Regions from separate parts of the Rattus norvegicus genome. Here region 1 is linked to region 2. Evidence: chromatin contacts called from public Hi-C data. All regions are on one chromosome and are shown on one strand. The core of a region is the stretch at or near the end of the contact, and the rest is flanking DNA. Distances in the headings are between cores, read along the strand shown.

What was found. A called contact is a pair of places that touch in the nucleus more often than the background predicts.
Region 1: a contact with region 2 is called in a Hi-C map of kidney, with 4 times the contacts expected there. The contact joins the promoter of Paqr3 here to the promoter of Antxr2 in region 2. A contact is called at or near these places in 2 of 12 Hi-C or Micro-C datasets (kidney and liver).

The regions. Positions count from the first base shown.
Region 1 is chr14:12,764,792-12,768,712 of GRCr8, reverse strand. It overlaps Paqr3 (progestin and adipoQ receptor family member 3), which reads right to left and starts at 2,108. Exons shown (of 7, transcript NM_001012033.1): 1 at 1,809-2,108. The coding sequence starts at 1,993.
Region 2 is chr14:11,844,303-11,848,612 of GRCr8, reverse strand. It overlaps Antxr2 (ANTXR cell adhesion molecule 2), which reads right to left and starts at 2,839. Exons shown (of 17, transcript NM_001398916.1): 1 at 2,095-2,839; 2 at 1,321-1,392. The coding sequence starts at 2,246.

The sequences.
Region 1 (3,921 bases), core at 859-3,358, 920 kb before region 2:
CAGCCTTATCCTTATGAGGGCGAAACACGACAAATTCCCAATGACCAAGAATAAAGAATACTGTGTATCTGCAAACACAGACTTTATCTTGCCTGCCATCAATATAAAGACTATCTGTAATTGGGGGAGGAACTAAAAGAATGCTCTAGAAGCATCTAATTACAGGACTGTTTTGGCAACCAACACGACCTTCTGCCTGTTGCCTCAGAACTTCTCATTTCATGAAACCCAGTATAACCTGATTAACTAAACATGCTCTATCCATGTTCCTTCCCAGGAACAGAACGCAGATAGAATGGACAGACAGTCTCTCTTCACATGTAAAATCTGTCTGGGAGACTCTTGAAGGTCAGAATTAGAGAGGGTAAAGGCCCAACTAGGATAAGATCAATATTGTAGGAAGAGTATCCCCTCCACCCCACCAAAGATAGAGTACAATTGTCAGACGAGCTAGGCACTCACGAATTTTGCTTATCTTCAAAATCAACAGGTTAACCCTTGCTCAAATTTCTGAAGCAGTTAAGAGGCAGGCTTGTTAACTTGTATCTGACTCAACAACTCGAGATCTAATGTTTTATATGGCCTGGTTTCGACTCCTTCAGGTTTGGACTCAACATCCAAATGCAGAGGGCCACTGCGGGTGGGTATACAATATTTAAAGGAGCCTATATCTGGCCTGCCTCCTCCATCTCCACGGCAGGGCCTAGCTCTGATTTCTTAATTATGTACAGGAGGCACTGGGGAAATGAAGCAGGAATTAAAACTCAAATGGTGGCACCACTTGGTCATGCATTCAAGTCATGCCACAAAAATACTTTCAAGGCAGTACAAAAAGAAACAGGATGGGGGAAAGACCATGCTGGAAAGATCAATAAACACGCACGTGGTTGCTGGTTGAGCAATTCGACAACCCACATTGGGGAAAGCAAAGTCTGCCACTCCAGTGACCTGGAATGCTGTACTGAACTTCTGTTAGAGTGATTACTTCAGTACATACAGTGAGTCCTGACAGGAGACCACTCTAAAAGCTAAAGCCCTTTTTAAAAATTTTCTTTTCTTTCTGATTTTTTTTTAAACAGGCTTTTGGGATTCATTTTAAAGCTCTAAATCAACAAACCCATTTTGTACAGAGGCTTCTAAGGTGTTCTGTTGGACCGGCTGTCCTCTTTCAGCTTTCCTTGCTATAGGGTTTTTCCTACACAGCATTTTCCACAATTACTATTATGTAATAGTGTAATTATCCCTTTAGTGTCTGCCACTCAGGTGAGACCTTAGCAGCTTCATGGGAACAAGGACCATGCCTGCCTTCTGCAACTGGTATGGTGCCTACCATTTAGCAGAGGCTCAGTGTGCATTTGCTAGACTACTGAATGAATCAGGGCTTCCCACATACATATGCGCAGCAATGTGGACTTGTCTGCTATTACACGGACATTCAGCTGGCCAACACTTCTGAATCCCCACTGTGCTGCCCTAGAAACAAAGCTCAGGTATACGAAGCAAATAAGGTTCGGCTATTGTCAGTGGGGAAGAGTCCAACCCATATCCCCAGTGATTACCAAATGGAAAAAAAGGATGCAAAAGCGCGTTGTAAACAGCAAAAGGCCAATGGAGGAGGCAACGATGACCACTATTAGTATCATTGTTAGTTCGTGGATCAAGGACCCGCGGAGGGGAGATAGAGCAGCTGAAAGATAAAGGGCCCAGAGGTGAGGAATTGATGCACACAGAGAATAGCGGAGAAAGACGGGGAGAGCAGACAAAAAGACTGAGAGTAGAGGATGCGCCGTGGGGAGCAGCCACTGTACCTTTTGATACACAGCCTGGAGGGTAGGTAGGCCCTGTAGCCGTCGGTGATGTAGGGGTTGTCTTTGAGGGACACCGGGATCTGTTCATAGGTGTAGAGGCGGATGCCTCGGGGCACCAGGACCGGCCAGTACTGGTAGCTGCCCAGCTCGATGTAGTGCGCACTCTTCAGCAGCTTCTGATGCATGATTCCCAGGCGTCGGCCTGGCCCCGCCTCCCCGGGGAGGGGGCTTCGCCGCTGGCGCCCCCGCCCCGGAGCCGCCGACGCAGAGCCTGGTGCTTCGGCCCCCGTCTGCCCAGGCCCGGCTCCGCTACACACCTCCGCCGCTTCAGCTCTGGCCCGCCGCCGGCGTCGCAGCCTGCTCTGACGTCAGCGCGCCCTGAGGCCCCGCCTCTCCCCGCCCCTCGCCTTGTCGGCCCGCCCTTCCTTCTGCCTTAACCAGCAGGACCCGCCTACCGCCCCGCCCTTTACCCGGTTGGAGAGCTTCTAGTTCCTCCTTTGCCTGCCAGTCAATCTCTGGCTCCGCCCCTCGAGTCCCGCCCCTCGAGTCCCGCCCCCTCTAGCCCCGCCCTCCCAGCTGGTCCCGCCCTTCTACCCGGCCTGGCCCTAGTCCCGCCCTCCCAGACGTCCCTTCCCTATCACCAAACAGGCCCGCCCCTCTCCCCTTAGCTGCAGGTGAAAAATGTAAAGTACAACTGAATCCAAGTGATTCTTTTTTTCTGTTTTTCATCAGAAGTAATATTTACTATATCTTGAATAACAGGATGAGAGTAACAGAAAGGTAACTAATTCAAGCTAACTTACAGCGGGATGATGTGTTGTTGATGAAATGCACACAGAAAGGACCCTGGTGTGTGTATGTGTGTGTGTTGTGTGTGTTGTGTGTGTGTTGTGTGTGTTGTGTGTGTGTTGTGTGTGTGTTGTGTGTGTGTTGTGTGTGTTGTGTGTGTGTCTGTGTTGTGTGTGTTGTGTGTGTTGTGTGTGTGTCTGTGTTGTGTGTGTTGTGTGTGTATGTGTGTGTTGTGTGTATTGTGTGTGTGTTGTGTGTGTGTTGTGTGTGTGTTGTGTGTTGTGTTGTGTGTGTGTTGTGTGTGTATGTGTGTGTGTGTGTTGTGTGTGTGGGGGGGTTGACAATGAGTACATTGGGAGTTTTATATATTATATTTATTAAAAGGTCGTATTAGAACAAGACACATCTCATAGTAAATTCATATAAATATCTACCCATATACACTAATACAGTTGTATGGACTGAGGAATTATTTTATAATGGCAAGGTTAAACTTGAAGCTTGTCTTTAAAATACGTTTGACACAGGTAAGAAATTTAGTCACGTCTTCAAAACCAGAGTCACTACTGAGTGAGAGGGGAAGACCATGAAAACTTAAATATATATATATATATATATATCATAAATATTTTATTGTTGGACAGTCTATCAGTGGGGAAAGAGACTCATTCTGGATATTACCAGTCATTTGGTTTTAGTTTTAATTGTCTAACTCAGATTCTTTCTTTTATAGAATCCAATGATACTTTATAAAACTGAATGTTTTTCATACAATATATTCTGATCACGGCTTTCCTTCCCCTATCTTCTTCCAGATCCTTCCTACCTCCTCACCATTTAAACTTCATACTTTTTTCCTTTCTCTAGAAAACAAACATGCAGATTAAAAATAAAACTATGGGGGCTGGGGATTTAGCTCAGTGGTAGAGCGCTTACCTAGGAAGCGCAAGGCCCTGGGTTCGGTCCCCAGCTCCGAAAAAAAGAACCAAAAAAAATAAATAAATAAAACTATGAAAACAAACAAAACGAAGGAAAACCACACGAAATACAGAAGTACAAACATATACACACATACAAGCACACAAACACAGACAACTCTATAAAAACCCCACAAAATCAGAAACCATAAGACAAGCAAAATGCCAACAGATAAAAAAGCCTCCCCACCCTAAAAGCAATATGAGACAAAAAAAAAAAAAATTAAGGCAAAGGACACTAGCAATAGGACAAAATGGCAGATTGGGAAAAGATGTTCACTAATCCTCCATCAGACAGAGGACTAATATCCAAAATATATAAATATCTAAAGAACTCAAGAAGTTAG
Region 2 (4,310 bases), core at 1,590-4,089:
TTTGTTTTGTTTTGTTTTGTTTTTTTAACCTCAGACCCTGTCCGGAAACCAGAGTGTTCTCTTTGGCTCCTCCTGAAGTAGGAGACTGATGACTGAACCCGGACAGGCATACATTTTTTATAGGGATAGCTTCATTGCTGCCAATAACCAAAGCGGGGATTGCCTAGGCCTCTACAGACTGTTTGAAGTTTCTTGCAACATGACTTTCAAAATGTTTTGATCATCCGAGCCTGTTTTACAGAAAACATTTGGGCTAACGAGACTGAAGGAAGCAATATTTAATGACACAGCTCCTGTTCCTGTCCTTCCCATTATCCTGATAAACTTGCACTTGTTTCCTGGCATTTTTCTTTTTTTAGTTCCGAAAGAAAGAAAGAAAGAAAGAGAGAGAGAGAGAGAGAGAGAGAGGGAGAGGGAGAGAGAGAGGAAGGAAGGAAGGAAGGAAGGAAGGAAGGAAGGAAAGAAAGAAAGAAAGAAAGAAAGAAAGAAAGAAAGAAAGAAAGGGAAAGGAAGGAAAGAAAGGAAGGAAGGAAAGAAAGAAAGAAAGAAAGAAAGAGAGAGAGAGAGAGAGAGAGAAAAACAAGAAGAGGGGAACCACAAAGAACATGATATCCAAGGGTTATTTTTAAATAGGGACTGCCACTAATTCCTAGTTACTTCTAAATAAAAGAGTAAGCTGGATTTACCAGCAGCTACTCTTTTTATAGGCCAGGAAAAGCAGTGTTTGCCAGTCAGTGTTTGCTAGTGAAGCCTCCTGCATATATAGTGGGGTTGGGTTTTAACCCAGCCATGCACCCATGCATTGTGTGAACACAACTCATTTCTTTAAACATGCACACACACACACACACACACACAAGTGCTTTTCGGCTTGTGGGTTATTAGCATGCATTCATTTAAAGTTTCCCAACACTTTCTCCTTTTAAATGTGGACGTTTACAGAGCTAAGCGTGTGGAATTGAAAAATATGGTATGGATACTATTTGCATAAAAATGTATTTTTTAATGTGGTAAATTATGAGAAAGCATAACCCAAACTCAAAACAGATGAATGGTCAAAGAGGAAAAGACATTAAGAGTTGAAGATGTCTCCTCACACCTTGTGCCAAGTTTCTAGGAGCCAGATAAACTGAACATGCAAAAGTTAAGCTGAAAGGCTCGACAGAACACCATGCGTGAGAGAGCCACCTTGGGACCTGTAAAACTCAGCATTTTGATTTTGGGGAAGGTTTTCCTTGCAAAGGGTTTCAGCACAGGGAAACCTGGCTGTTTGTTCGGTTTCCCCTCCAATGCCAAGAAGGGTACAATGGGGAGACATACCTCACAAATCTCTCTGTCAGTTGGTGGACAAAATTGTAAATTTCAATCCAGTTATTTGCTACACTCCCAGACCTGAAAGAGGAAGATAAATTGATCAGAAAGACAAAACGTGGGTGGGCCTTAATGGCAAACATTTCTTCAGTTCTACAAGGCACATGATGGGGACAGAAGTGGACTGGGGGCCTCGCTCCCCTCTTCAAAGTGAAGTGCATGTTCGGGTTGTTCACATCCAGAGCTGAAACTTTAGTGTCTGGGATGAATCAAGGAAACCAGGAAGACCACACTTCTTTGGGGGCAACTGATTCGAGTGAGACCTGGCTTTTCAAAATAAAAACACAAGACCTCATTTCTCAGGAAATGCAAACCACATTGGGTTTGTTAAGGCTTTTTTTTTCCTGGCTCCCATGAAAGCTCTGTTAGCCGGATAAAATTGGCAAGCTTTAGAATGTCTATAGGGGTCTAGGGGAGTGTGATAAAGATGCCAAAGAGTCACAAAAGTTCCCTGGGATGAAACAAGCTGCAGGTGGCCACACTCCCATTTCCCAAGAGACTCCAGGGCAGAAAGCAGAGCATGCCCCTCCTCTGGAGAACCAAGTACCCCTGGACTATTTCTCTACAGCTAACGAGCTTGCTTTTGAGATGAACCAACCACATGCACACTAAGGAGAGTGCCCATTGCCTTCCCTGGAACGCAAACACACCTCAACTTCAGTCCTAGCGGACCCAGCTTGTCCTCCCTCCCAGGAGACCCTGACCCCACAGTCCTTCACTCACTTGTCCAGGACGAAGTACAAATCGAAGGCTTTTTTGCAAGAGGGCTGTTCCTGGGCTTGCAGCAACGACCCCGGACCGCCCACAGTCAACAGCCACAGGCCAGGGAACAGCCAGCTCCCAGGGCTCCGCGCCCGGGACCGACCTGCCACCATCCTGTGACCCGGGACCAGAGGCTCCCTTCGTCTCACAACCCCTCGGGCTCCGGGGTCTGCTACTGGGCTTCTCAGAGCTAAGACGAGAAAGAGGCGGAGTCACTGGGGACTCACCCCAGGGTCAGAGGCTGAGCGGGGCTGGGATGCCCGCTCCAAGCTCAGAGCCACCCAACAGCTGCCACCGAGGAGAGAGAGCGAAGTCCTGGGAGGACAAAGAGAGTCTCCGCGGCCGCCACAGCTGCCGCCGGAACTCTGGGCAAATCCCAGTGGACGGAGTCCAGTCCTCCCACTCCGGGTTCCGGAGAGTTGCTGCAGACAATGAGGCCCGCGGCGACAGCTCTCAGGACAAGTTCCTCGCAGCCTCCCGCCGAGTCTCCAGCGCCCACCCGGGAGTAGAGAGGCTGGCGTCTAGCTGGCGTGATGAGCAGTGGGACAGATGCCCGCGGACCCCACGATCGCCAGGGAAACTCAGCCGAGTCCTCCTTTTCCGCCTCTCTTCCTCAGACCGCCCAACTCCTCGCAGCACTTTACAACTTTCTTCTCTGCCCGGAACCTGGCGCCGTGCCGCAGGGCGAGCTTCTACAGCTGGGGATGCAGAGCGCCCGGGGGAGGCGCAGGACCCGGGGCAGCCCAGGCCTGGGGGGTGGGCGCTGACCGGTTTGCTCGTGCGAGCCCGAGGGCGGAGCAACGGGAGGAAGCCCGCCGAGCCACACAAGCACACTTATGGGTTCGTGCTGAGCGGCGGATGACTAACGCCTGCCCGATTTCGGAATGGAGAGAGGAGTTCTGAAAAACAAACGTCCTCTAGATACTAAACATACCCAACTCTTCCACAAGCCTGGCCCGGCCTAGTTTCCCCAGCTGTGCTGGAACAGCCCTCCGCGCGGTTTAGAGACTCAAGACCAGCTGTCTTGTGGACAGTGATGGCCTTATGCCTCATCCCTCCACCTCACCCCTCCGCACCCCTTATCCATCACACACCGACCTGGTGACACAGGCCTTCGTGTTTAAGAAAGGAGACTTCCTCTTTTTCTTCCATTCTTTCTTTTTTTTTCTACTTGATATTTTTTCCATTTCTCATTAATTCTGAGAATTTCATGCGACATGTATTGATCATATATATTCACCCCCAACACCTCCCTCTAATCCCTCTGGCATCAACCCTTCCTACACACAACCCTCACCTTGGTGTCCCTTTTCCTTTTTTTCCAGAACCCATAGACTCCAATTTGAGTAGTCCATATACACCTGGTCCACAGGGCCACCCACCGGAGTAGGTTTGACATACAAAGAGCTAATTCTTTCTTTCTTTCTTTCTTTCTTTCTTTCTTTCTTTCTTTTTTTTTTTTTCCGGAGCTGGGGACCGAACCCAGGGCCTTGCACTGAGCTAAATCCCCAACCCCAATGAGCTAATTCTTAAGGAAAACTACAGTCCAGCCCAGAAGGCATCAACTGTGCATAGCTCGAGGGTGAAGGGTGGGGTCTCATGAAAGTTTTCCCATCCATGCTAGCACGTGGACTGGCTTGATCTTCTGCAGGTCTTATGCGACAGTTTCAGCGGCTGAGTATCCATGCGTACAGCAATCTTGTCCTGTCCTGAGGACAGCGCTTTGCTCCGGTGCCTGACTTCAAGTTCTTGGAATCTTTTCACTCACCCTACTCCCACCCTTTCTGGATTGTCCCAGAATGTTAAGGAGGGCTTATGATTTATGTGTCCCATTTGTGGCTGAACGTTCCATGGGCATTCTCTTTGATTTGGCCATTTGTGGGTTTCTGCGTTAACTGCAATCCCCTGCACCAAGAAACTTGTCTGACGGGATCTAAGAGTTGTGCTGATCTACGAAGTAGAGATAAACGAATTCAGAGGGCCCTTTGCTTTGACGTCCATTTATTTGCCCCAGAGTAGTAGACTCACTTCTGTGACCCGTGAGCAACACAGCCAGACTTGGTTCTTGGCCAGACTTAGAGTATCAGATATGCTTCTTTTTGTGTAGCGGGTCTGAAACACAATCAGAAAATGGTTATTACCCTATAGCCTTTGTACCATTATTGTAGAAATGGTCA